Linked DNA regions of Mus musculus: region 2 is linked to region 1. The links are chromatin contacts, called in public promoter capture Hi-C maps. All regions are on one chromosome and are shown on one strand. Each heading gives the region's core, a stretch centred on a gene start, on an enhancer-like site or on the middle of the called end of the contact. The rest is flanking DNA. Distances are from core to core; before and after follow the strand shown. Region 1 holds the start of Dennd11 (DENN domain containing 11). Region 2 holds the start of Fam131b (family with sequence similarity 131, member B).

The links. Promoter capture Hi-C pulls out the DNA fragments that hold promoters and counts their contacts.
Region 2: a contact with region 1 is called in a promoter capture Hi-C map of embryonic stem cells, with 5 read pairs. The contact joins the promoter of Fam131b here to the promoter of Dennd11 in region 1. A contact is called at or near these places in 2 of 39 promoter capture datasets (cranial neural crest and embryonic stem cells) and 1 of 9 other capture datasets (liver).

What each region holds. Positions count from the first base shown.
Region 1 is chr6:40,433,058-40,439,319 of GRCm38.p6, reverse strand. It overlaps Dennd11 (DENN domain containing 11), which reads left to right and starts at 3,185. Exons shown (of 9, transcript NM_001356375.1): 1 at 3,185-3,462. The coding sequence starts at 3,195. It also overlaps a transcript of Wee2 not described here.
Region 2 is chr6:42,321,399-42,327,660 of GRCm38.p6, reverse strand. Fam131b (family with sequence similarity 131, member B) reads left to right here and starts at 3,021. Exons shown (of 7, transcript NM_029528.5): 1 at 3,021-3,219; 2 at 5,645-5,754; 3 at 6,035-6,070. The coding sequence starts at 3,192.

The DNA.
Region 1 (6,262 bases), core at 1,936-4,435:
AGAATGGCTGACTGCCCTCCCTTACCCCATGTTTTATTTATTGTCTGCTTTTCCTGCTGGGTTGTGAGTTTGAGAGAAGAGACGCATCTGTCTTTTTTATATCTCTCCCATTATGTGCTCAGGGCTGAAGGTTACAGAGCTTTACAGTAAGAGTGAAATTCGGGCAAAACTTACGACACAACAGAAGGGGAAGAGCTTTACTTTCCAGCAATGGCAGATGGTGATATAAATGATCCGACTCTCACATAACACTAGCCACAAAAATAATTCATGTAGTTTTCCGTGATAGGATACCAAAATGTTCATGATCTGATGTAAGGGAGAAAAGAAAACAAATCTAACATTGAGCATACTCTAAACAAACAAACAAACACAGAAAGAAACTATCTAATAAATATCTGTTTAAGACAAGCCATTGAATTCCCTTGCTGGTATAGCCCCATATAAAACAGTAAAGCAGCCTCCTACAGAGAGAGCTAGATAAGGAAATTTCTTGTTTTGAATTTGTCACTAGAGGGGCTGGGGGTGAGAAAAAACTCCCAGCTAAGACTTTGGATCGCAGGCTGCTGATTCAGATAGTTTTTCCTTTGAAGTCACAGCACCAGCAGCTTCCAGGGAACTTCAAGCATGGCTTTTACTCAGCGTAGTCCCTGGTTGGGTTGGTGGTTCCTTCCCACTTCTGACAATGCCACCAGGAATCTCTTCTGTGACAACCAGACCTCAGTGACAACTGTCAGACACCACAACATGTTTATACACAGTTGCGTTCTGTGCTCTAGAACTGATGAGCTAAGACAATTTAAGACTTTACATCTATGTGATGACATGGTAGACTAAAAATATTCTGTATTTTATGTGATGGAGATATATTTAGTATTTGGGAGACCAAAAGATTTTATTTAAAATGTAGACATGGTGTTCTAAGTGAACACATTTCAAAATACTCTGCCAGCTGAGTATCTTTGAAAATAAGTGACCTTTCTCCCATCTCATCTCAAACACTTGTTCCCAAGCAGAAGTGTTCTAACAGCCAGACTCAATGTCTCTATCATCATGTGACAATTCAGTAGATACAAAGGTTAATCTGGGGGTCAGGTATAAAGGCCTCTTTCAGATTGTGAATGTGTGTGTGCTAAAAGAGTGTTATCGCCCTCACAAACAGTTTTGAGCACCTACCATGGGCACAATACTAGATAAAGCCTGGCAGAGGGCCTGCAGCATCGGAGTGTAAGTTTCTGCTTCCACTTCCTGAGCTGACAGATACCTGTTGAGCAATATTATGCAAAGCACCAGGAATATATTATTAGGCTCCATGGTTGGTGAACTAGAATATGCTGAAGACAGAACATGGCTGTCAGTTTGAAAACTGCTTTTATGTACAGAGAGGTGGTTGGTATGGACATTACAAGTTGATTTATCGGTATATATGTAGGACATTAAATTAGGGGGTGGTGGGAGAGGTAGACATTGCCAAACAACAACAACAACAACAACAACAACAACAACCCAGGAAAGTATTTTTCTCAAGTAAGAAAGAAAAATACCAGCCGGACGGTGATGGTGCCCACACCTTTAATCCCAGCATTTGGGAGGCAAAGGCAGGAGGATCTCTGAGTTCCAGGCTAGCCTGGTCTATAGAGAGAGTCCCAGGACAGCCAGGACTACATAGAGAAAGTGCCTCAAACAAAACAAAACAAAAACAAGAAGAAAAACACCAAAAACAAACAACACAACTATTAAAAAAGAGAAAGGAAGGAAGGAAGGAAGGAAGAAAGAAAAAGAAAAGAAAGAACCGACCAACCCATTTGCCCTAAAACCGGTGACTTTGGAAAGTGGTTAAGGATTATCTATCAACCGAGTTTTGTATCTAAAAATAGAATCTTGTACTTCTCAACTTCAGCTTTGGCTGTGCCTCAGTTTCTGAAGTAGTGGGCTTTGTTGTCTGGCCTTCAGAGTTTGTGCAAAACTCAAGCAGATGTGCCCTTGAATTTAAACTGGATTGTGCCCTAGCCCTGGCTTGGACTGTACATTCCCCAGACTCCCATTTCAGTAATTACTCCATTAATTGAGTGAGGTAGTCACTTAACATGTCTTTAGGGGATGGGGGTTAGGGTGAACTAACTAATGATGATGACAGCAATCACTACTTTTTGGTAAAACGTTTTACTGTTAAGGCGTGAGTCACATATTTGGAACTAGCAGCAGCTGTGGGTAGGCAGTCATTGATGATCCTCTTGGGAACAGGATCAAAGCAGGGAGACCTGGGCTTCACAAAGTCCCTGGAGTTAACAGGTAACACAAAAATTTTACCAAGTCCTTGTCAGAAACATGAGGTGAATTCTATCTAAAAATAATTGTCTCTTGCTATCTTATTTTTTTCATAATTTTAATGGATATTTCTTATGCATACCTCTAAGTTAGTCACCAGATTTACCCCCTTCCAAGAACTGAGAAATTCAAATTTTTATTTGTAAATATTCAGAGGGAATTCATTGGCAATCCTTACTTACCAAAGCCACAGACAGGCTTAAGGGCTGCTTTCCTACTCACTTTTTCCTGCTTATTTTAATGTAGAATGCCCCCCACCCCCACCCCAGCCCTCCAGCTTAATATCTCCAAACTGCATATATGCAAGGAAATAAATTAATGATCACTATCTCGACCAGCCTGTTATATAAATAAAGTTAAATGCCCAATGGCAACCTTACAGTCCTTTTGATCTTGATTTGTGTGTGTATTTGAAACACTTGGGATGTCCTCTGCTTCACTTCCTGACTTGGAGGCAGTTTTCACCAAGCTCTCGGGATTATATAATATATGTGCTCCGCTCCATAATGGTGACGTTCAAAAATTCACAGTGGAATCCTAGTTGGGAAGGCTCTTCAACCCACGCGCAGGTGACAGACTAAGGGATGCGCGTCCTGCACCCTACACTATGGATCAAGAGCACCCACATACAGAGATGCAGAGCTGAAGCCCGGACCAGGCCACGGGGCGCTGAACCCGTGCGGGCCACCTTCCAGAGCTCCGGGACCAAGCAAGTGCGCTGGTGTCCGAGCAGGGGCAGGTGTGGCCAAGCCCAGCGGGCACCCAGAGAGCCTCCGCACCGCAGAAAGCGGCAGGGCGGGCAGGCCCGGAGGGGAGTGCCCGCAGCCTGCCCCGCCCCTCGCGCCCCGGCTCCGCCTCGCCTCGCCATGGTGGAGCAGGGAGACGCGGCGCCGCTGCTGCGCTGGGCCGAGGGCCCCGCGGTCTCTGTGCCGCAGGACCCCGCGCTGCAAGCTGGAGGATGGGTCCGGGGCGGCAGTGGGGAGGGCCGAGTGGCCGCGGAGGCGCCCCGAAGGCGGGAACCCGACGAGCCAGCTCCCCCCGAAGTGCTGCTGCAGCCGGGGCGCCTAGAGCTAGGCGACGTAGAGGAGGACCAGGTGGTGGCCGTGTTCGTGGTCACCTTCGATCCTCGCTCCGGTGAGAGCCACTTAGGGATGGAAGGATTGGGGGGGGGCGGTGGGGGAGACTGCACACTGGGTTTCGGGGGCGCGGGGGAGGGACTCGCTGCGCACGCACTCGCACCCACACACCTGCATCCCTCCCTGCCCGGGGGTCCCGGGGCACGGGGGCGCTGTGTCTCCAGACTGGAGCCGAGGGATCCCGGGGGCTTTGTTCCGCCCCCTGCTCCGTCCCGCCGCCGCTCTCAGCTCCGCTCCGCCGCCTAGTCGCCGCTCTCCTATTTGCTCCGCTTCAGTGCGGGAGGATTGGTTTGCGGCAGCGGGCACATTGGCTTTTGTTTTCTCTGTTTTCCTGCTGGGCTGAAAGGTTCTTATAGACGCCGAGAGGAAGACACCCCCCCCCCTCCCGCGTACGTCGCCTCCCACGAGGGTTCAGAACGACCCTGCTCTGCGCCTGCCCTTGCTCCGGATTGCTCCCTGCGCCGTAACTTTCCCAGCCGCCTAGTTCACTTTCTCCGAAGGCTTCATTTTTAGGAATTAACGTGAGAGCGTTAGGGGATGGGGCTGGAGAAGCTTTCGCTGGCAGGCTGCCTTTCTGGGAAGACTCACTGGCTGTGTCACACCGTCTCTACCCTAGCCACCCACTCCGGGGTGGGGAGTGCGTTGCAACAGTAGGCGGTTCCGCGAGGGGATAAAAGTGAACGAATGGCTGTGGGCTCCAGCTTAAGGCATTGGAATCCCCCAGCTGCTTATTTGAGGAAGAGGAATGCTCGGATGCTTCTTCCTCGATTTCTCCTTTGAGCTGCTAGCGTGAGGAGCTGGTGTTTGTGAGGGAAGGATGGTTTTCTTCCTTCTGGAAGTTCCCAGCCAGTCTTCCAACCCTGAGAGGATGGATGGGCTAGGAAGAAGAAATAGGATTATGTGCCAGGTACTTCAGAGATGATGGATGCTGGTGGCTTCTAGGGTGGGTGGCTTAACCATGGTCAACGATTCTGAGCCAGCAAACAGGCTCCTTACAAAGGCGAATGCCCTATTCCTAGCGGCAGGACTTGTGGGAAGAACTCAGCCCCCACCCCCATCCCGTCTACTTGTTGCCTTATCCCACAGTCTTTCAAACTTTTCTGACTTTAACCTGCCATATCGAATTAAATTTGCATCACAACCAGAACATTCAAACTAAGGGAAGCCCGAGTTTCCTGATAGGAAACTCAGTATTGGCCCCCTCCGTGCTTATTAATGGTCATCACACATACTGCCCTGACTCATACAGTCAGGATTTGTGCTCAGGTAAATCGAGGCAAGCTTGAGAGTCACCCGAGGTTCAGAACTGGGAACGAGACATTAATGGCTTTCTGACTGCATAATGGTAGCTGTCTGGTGATAGAGTCTAGGGAAAGGAGGGGGGAAGGAAATCTCACACTAGTCACAGGTAGAGCTGATAAAATGGATTATCGATCCATTACTCTCATTGATTACGGAGATTGAGGCCCTTGTAGGGGCTCCCATATCTTTCCATTCACAGCTGGTGACTGGCTTTCTGGTTTATACTGTCTGTGTGTGAGGGGGGAGGAGGGGGGACAGACACAGACACAGACAGACCAACAGACAGACAGAGACAGAGACAGAGACAGAGACAGAGAGGGGGGTTGGTTTTTATACTAAGGTTACTATGAAAAGGCAAGAGCTGTTACTAATACTGTGACATTTGTGCAAGCATTTTACTCTGATTTCATTCTAACCACTCTGCAATTTGCTGATTATTTTATACCTAGTTTGCTTATGAGGAAAGGCACCAAGGATGGTTACATATTTTGGAAATAATGAGCCAGCTTAACCAATATCTTTCTAGCACACTCCACTGCCTGAACCTTGGCCCCTCACATTGCCTGGTCACTTCCCTTGGGGATCTGCAGAGAGGAAGGTGTGTGCACTTGGGTGAGCATTGTTAACTTGGTTTAGTTTTGGTGGAGAAAGCAGCTGTTTCCTGCCCACCTCTTTTCCTCTAAGCTATGCCAGCCTTCTATATGGCTCCTCTCATCCTGTGAAATATACTGGGAGTTCCTGTGTAAAATAAAGTTTTATAGCACATCTCTTAGAAGTAGCCAAGGACTGTGTGAAGTCACACACCTCCGCCCCAGGACAAAGGAAAGAGGACTGCCTTGCCCCTGTGTATGGTGGTTGAGGGTGGCCAGTTGAGAAAGGATCGTGAGGCCTGCTGTTGTCCTGCAAGCTGGCGCCATCACCGTGACCAGTATTGTCTTCTCATCTTAATCTAGGGTCTTCTCTACTTTCCTGAGTCCCATCTGCCACGTGTTCCTAATTAATACTGGGCCACCAGGCAGGTTCCTCAGCCTGCATTACCAGAAGTAGTCAAGTAGATAAGGCTGCTGTACACAAATCAGAACGAGTCACCTTAACTTCATAGGTGTGAGGGTTTTGTTTCGGGTTCTTCCTCTGCCCTGACATCACTTCCCCATGTCCTTCCTGTCCTCTGTCCTCACTTTTCATTTTTAGGAGCTAAATCAACCCAGTCACCACCCAGGCAGTGGATTTCGTGTGTCCTCTCACCCGATATGGGTTACCTTGGGCATATCTACAAGTCAGTGTGTAGGGACATCTCACACACACACACACACACACGGAATGGGAGGAGAGAACCCATAGCTGTGGCTTGTCTGTCTGTCTGTCTGACAAGAGCAACTCACAGAAGGAAGGGTTTGGCTTGTGGTTTGAGGAGATTCAGTCAGACGTGACAGGGAAGACGTGCTGATGAGAGCATGAGGTGATAGTGACATCACACGCACAGGAAGCTGACACCC
Region 2 (6,262 bases), core at 1,772-4,271, 1.9 Mb before region 1:
AACCACTGGGGATCTAGGGAGATAAAGGAGTTCACAGGGAAAGTAGTAATAGAGTAAAATGGTAGTTAAATGTAATCACAGTATATGTTCAAAAACCTCTCAAAATAAAATAATTACTATCATTGCCTTAACCAAAACAAAACCCAGGGCTTCGTGCATGCCTTGTTGCTTCTCAATAAAATCATTAAATAACAAATGTAAGAAGCAAATATAATTTTAAGTATACTTTTTAATGATTTCAAAAGAGTAGTAATGTAAAGAATATCATAGAAAAAGATCTCCAAAGACTGTTCTGTAATGCAAGCATCTGTGATTCTGACCGCTGATGAAGATACATTGGTGATGTAACACTATTGTGGTTTTCTGCTTATAGGGGTCGCTCAAGTAAAGGAAATGTTTCAGTTACCTGCTAGTGAATATTGATGTAGGTTTTTTTTTTTCCCCATACAAAGTTAATGGATTTTTTTTATTCTACCCATAGATCCTAGGACAAGAGTCTGCATAGTACACAGTACTGCCACTGACCTGTGGTTGTGTTCTTCTATCCAAGAGGTACCCCCAAGGGGCCACAGGCATGCAGTAGGAACAAGAGAAGTGATGAGATGGTTTCACCTTGGGATTCTGTCCCAAAGGGAACCAGTTAGGAAGTGCCACATGGGGGCACTCTGCCAGAGCCTTGTATTCTAAAACTTCAAATATGAGCCAATCAATATTAGGATTTTGCTGAGGGTCAAACTGTAAGTCTGTTTGAGGTAGAGTTGTGTAAAACATAAGTATTTCTCAAGAAATTCCATCAGTTACTTGGATAGAAAAAAAAACAACTGATGGAAGGCAGGAAGGATATGTATTGTTTTAAGCACAAACTAAAAACTAATCATTTTACTTTATAGCCCTGCTCTGACTTCCCATGGACTGCAGGCTGTAAGATAAGCTCTTTCCTGCCCAAGTTGCTTTCAGTCATGGTGTTTATCATAGCAGTAGATAGCAAACTAGAACTGCGGTTGTTGCTGGGAACTGAACCTAGGGCCTTGGATATTCTAGGCAAGTGCTCACCCAGGCCTTTTGTAAAATTTCCTTTTGCGATTAAGAGTCTCACAAAGTTAGCAGTGTTGTTCTTGAACTCTCTACGTAACCCAGCCATGACTGAACTCAATCTTTCTGCTCTGCCTCCCGAACAATTTATGTTAAGCAGATAACAAGTGTAAAAGCAGATGAAATTTTAAATATTTTACATATATATATATATATATATATATATATATATATATATATATATATGATCTATACTGTCAAATTGTCTTCCAGGAAGTTTGCTTTGGTTATGAAAACTGGAACTCATTAGCCTTGCCTCAAAAGATCCAGAGAATGGGACAGAATGCCCCATGTGCTGAGAAGTAACTGTCATTGCAGGGACCAGAAGGCAGCTGGGCAGATCAAATTCCCAGACCTTCTAAATTCACCTCCCAGATCTGCAGTTAGTGCCAGTTTCTGATAGAGTTTGCAAGTGGCCCTTCAAATCTGCGACTTGGATTTAATCCTTGAATTCATATGGTAATGCTATTTGGATACAAGGTCTTAGAGCAATAGTAAGGATTAGTGAAGGTCACAGAGGTTGGCACTAGAGGCTTTATGAAAGAGGCTGAAGCTAACATATTCATCCTGTCTCATCATATCATCTCCTCGAAGTGTTACAATGCATCAAAGCCCTTAGGACACTTGCAGCAGTTGCAAACACTAAGTTCTTGGCCTTTCCAGCCTCCAAACTTCCAATCTTTATAAACTTCCTGGTCTCAGGAATTTTGTTATAGTACCAAAATGAGCAAAAATATCTATCCTCTCCCATATCTTCATCTGGGATGTCATCAGACGTAATTCCTCAATCATAATCTAAATGTCACAAACTTACACGTGTAAGGCATGCCCTTTTTCTCTGCCTCAAACCCACAAGGCCTCCTGCCCCTCTTCCTCTCTAATCCCAGGAAAGAGACAAAAACCTATGGAAAACAAGCTGGCCCAGAATTAGTGTTTGCTTTTTGTTGTTACCATTGTTGTCAATGGTACCACCCAGACCCGCTTGCCCAAGGTTTGCAGTTACTGGTTCGACTAAGAGGAAATGGTCTCCTTGTCCTTCCTAGTGTGTCTTCTAGACTCTTCTTGCCAGTTGAAATAGTGCCTGCTGACTCTCCCAACTCAGATCTCCCTTTCCTTTCCCATGGGGCCCTTGGTGTAGTGCTGACCCTTCTCGGCAGGGGGCAGTATTCTCCCTTTTGCTGCTTCCGGACATCCACATAAAGCTCAGAAAAGTTAAATTCTGATTTAAAGCCATGTCTTGCGGCCGGTTTCCGATCCTGATATTTTCATTTCCCTACAGCTGCAATAGAATTATTCCCATTCTCCTCCCATCCGGACCCAAGCCTAGAGCTAGAATACTTGCACCATCCCCACACCCATCCCAAAACAGCTAGAGGACAGGGAAGCATCTCGCAGCATCCACTGGCAAAGACTTCACAATATGTTTGGGTGGGCAAAGCAACGCACGTGAAACGCCGGGCAACCAGAACAGCATCCAATCCCGATTCGTGCGTCCCAGATGCAGCATCAGGAAGAAAACAAATGTTTGCGGAATTTGGTACCCAAGGCCAAGCAGGGTGTTCTCTCATCTCCGCCCCACTTTCTCTCTCGGCCTTCTCACCCCGCAGCCCTCAAAGTCCATCAAGCATATCCTAAGGGTGGGCCCTGGCTTCCTGACCGGGCTCCTGAGACAAGCGGGTTATTATCCACATTCTCCATCAGCATCTCCCGGGAGAACTCAGCGGGGATGGCGAGGAGCTCAGGGGCGGGGGTTGCGAAGGACAGGCGGAGGGACGTGGTTGCAGCGCGGCGAGGGGCGCGGGGAGCGCGGTGCCCGGTCGGGGGCAGGGCGGGGAGGCTCTGCGCGCAGCCAATCCCCGAGCAGCCCCCTCCCCGGCCGCGGAGAGCTGAGCGGGGCGGGGGAGCCAGGCGGTGGCGGCGGCGGCAGCGGCGGCGACGGAGGCTGCCGTGGGGAGGGATGGAGAGGGGAGGGGGGAGCGGAGCCGAGCGGAGACAGCCGCGGCGCTGCAGAGCGGCTGGGGCGGCGGCGCGGTTCCCGGTGCTCCCCCCGGCGAGGGCCCCGAGTCGGTGAGGGCCGGGACCCGGCGGCCCCCGGAGCCATGGGCTGCATCGGCTCGCGGACTGTGGGTGGGTACCGCAGCCCGGCGCGGGTCAGGGGCAAGCTCGCCCCGGGGCGCTCCTCCGGCCCCCTCCCCCATCCCCATCCTTGCCCCTGGGGACCTCCCTCCGCGCCCGCCCGGCCCTGCCTCGCGCCTTTACTTTCCCTCCATCCGCTAAGGTCCCTCTATCCTTGTGCCCTCGCGCCTCCAGGGCTTCCATCCCTCTCAGCTCATAGCCTTCTCTCCATCGCCCTCCCGCAGGCGCGGTCCTTCCCTGGTAGCCTCTCCACAGCATCCTTCGCGGCTCAGTCGCTGTTCCCTACTCCCGATGGCCCCATCCCTCCACCTTCAGGCCATTCGCGTCTACTCTGCTGTAGCCAGAGCCTCCCCGAGCCCTTCTTTCGGGAGCAGCCCCTCTTCTCAGAACCTCCTCTCCAGCCTCATCCCTGACTTTCTTCCGCACGCCCCCTCCCATCTTCACCCTCTTCTCCATATGGCATGTGTGTTTTGCCCCCAACCATTTCCCTCTTGGTAGCCTTTTCCCGTCGCTCCTGCCTCCCCCCGATTTGCTTTGTTCACGTGCATTTTCCCTCTGGGGCGGGGGCGGGAAGAGCGTGTGCCACCGGGAGGGAATGGGTTCCACGCTTGGAGGGAATGGTCTTGGGCCGGGGTGCTCTGGAAGAGCCGTGGACTCAGGGAGGAGGTGGAGGTTTACCTCCCCGAGAGAGGTCGGGAGTCCGCTTCCCAGAGGGTGGGGTCCGCCTAGGAACCCTGGGACCCGCCTGCACCTGTCAGCGGGGGCAGGCGGAGCAGGGCCGGCTTTTTATTTACCTTTGGCAGGGGGAGGGAAGAAAGGCGCTTCCTTAATGGTCCTCTCCTTCCAGCCCCTGCCTTACTACCGCCCCCTACCCCCACCCTACGCATCCATTCCACTTTAGGGCTGAACACATTAGTACAGTCCTCTCCCAAACCCCCCAATTTTCCCCTTCCTAACTCCCAATTTCTCCCGCCTACACGCCCTAGTGACCTCAGGCTGAGAGAATAATTCGTATTATTATTACAAACAAACTACACTCTCCGGAAGCCTGATTTCTGAGACCCGGTTTATTTCCATGGAGACCCTCCTCTGCTTTTACCTCTTTCCCTGTTCTCCTCCCCTCCATCTCCCTGCCCCCTAAGGCTCTGACTCAGCTCCCCCTCTTCCTCAAAGGCCACCCCCTCCCTCCCCTCGCTCCCACTCTTCTCCGAGAGAGCTTGCTCTGCCTGCCCCATTACTGATAGGTCCAGATGTCTTTCTGACCTAGCCACAGGTCCTAGTCCTGTCTCTCATCGTTTCACAAGATCCCAAGAGAAGGCATAACAACTTTGGATGTGTGGCAGCCCAGCCCTACCTGTCAGTCCCTGGGACCGCCATCCCCTTTGTTTGTCGCCAGTTCTATTGCTGCATGCTGGATGCTTCTTCCTGCCCAAGACCTAGTCAGTGCACTTCTTTAAAAAAAGGGGGGGGGGGGGGACCTATGATCCTAAACCCAAAAAGCAAAAGTTCATGTAAGCAAGGGCGGATGGCTGCCACCCGATTATTCTTGAATCTCTCTGTAAATACTCAAGGAATTCTTCCCCAAGAGTTACAGAGGAAACCTTGCACTTAGGTCAGGAATCTCCCTCCTGGTTCCCGACTTTTTCACCAGTTCTCAAAGTGTCCTGTCCACCTCTGCCATTGTTTTCTGTCTTCTCACCTTAAATTTCTGTTCTTTTAGCTCTGAAATTATGAAGTCCTCTTGTTTCTTGTTACTATCTCTATTTCCTGAATCTATTCCCTGTCCCCCAAGAGAATTGGGCTCAAAGCATCCATCTCATCTTGGAGCCCTCTGGCTCTCTGGGAAACAGTCCTAAGTTTTCACCTCCCAGCTGCCTCTATCCCCAGTATCATCCTGTCAACCAAGTTCCTGCCGCTTAGGAAGGCCTTGAGGGAGGGGGAAGCCTCATTCCTCTCATCCCTCAAATATCAAGTCGAGTAGGTTCCCCTAGAAAGCTGTGTCCTTGTTTTTAGGGCAGTAATTGATGAGCAGTCTGGATCCAATAAAGACAATCTCAACAATTGCTCAGCACAGAATGGAGAATGGTTTTCCTGATACAGCTTGGTCTTTGACTCCCTCCCTCTCTGTGTAAACAACACCAGAAAAGGCCAGAAAGCTTTTTTTTCCCTAAGTATGCTATTCCCCACTGAGCTGAAAATGAGTGTTTCATTTCACATATTATTTCTCTCTCCAGAAATTAGGGAATGGTAGACATAGAAGGAAATGGATAGTAGGAAGCAGACATTGGGAGACACGGAGGTGTTGAGGGTGGAGGAGGAGGGGCTGGACCCTAGGGTGTGGCCTCTACCTTTTATGGAAAGGGAAGCAGCAAGCCAGTGAAATGAAGGTAAGAAACTAATCTTCTGGCTGCTTTAGGGAACGAAGTGATTGCCGTGGACTGGAAAGGCCTCAAGGATGTTGATCAGATCAACATGGACAGCACCAGCTCGCTGCATGGCAGCAGTCTCCATCGGCCTTCGACAGAGGTAAGGCTGGATGCTTCCGAAGCCCATCCTCTACAATCACCTCCCCCAAGCTCCTAGCTGCTTCACCCATTTCATCATCCCATAAAGCCCCAAGCGGGGAGTCCTCCTCATAGATCCCCCTGCTTCCCTAAAACACACACCAAATGCTCCACACTGAGGTCTTTCTCAGTCTCTGGAAGGTCTGCCTCTCTATGCACATCTGGAAGTTCCTCAGAGGAAGGCAGGATTATTTGCGTTACTAGAGGTGCCCAGATACCATCCCCTCTCCTCTCTCCTACAGCAAACACGAACAGATTTCTCCTGGGACGGCATCAATGTGAGTGCAGCTACCCCTAGCCCTTCTCAATCTCCCTTGACCCTTCTTTTCTTTTGTTCTGGGACTTTCTATAGACAGGCTATTCTGCTGATCCCCCAGTATGTACCAGGTATATACTCCCTTGGTTTTCTTTGTCGATTGCTGCCTTGGGTATCTATCTTCCTGGGAGCCAGAAACTCTATTCTGTATGTA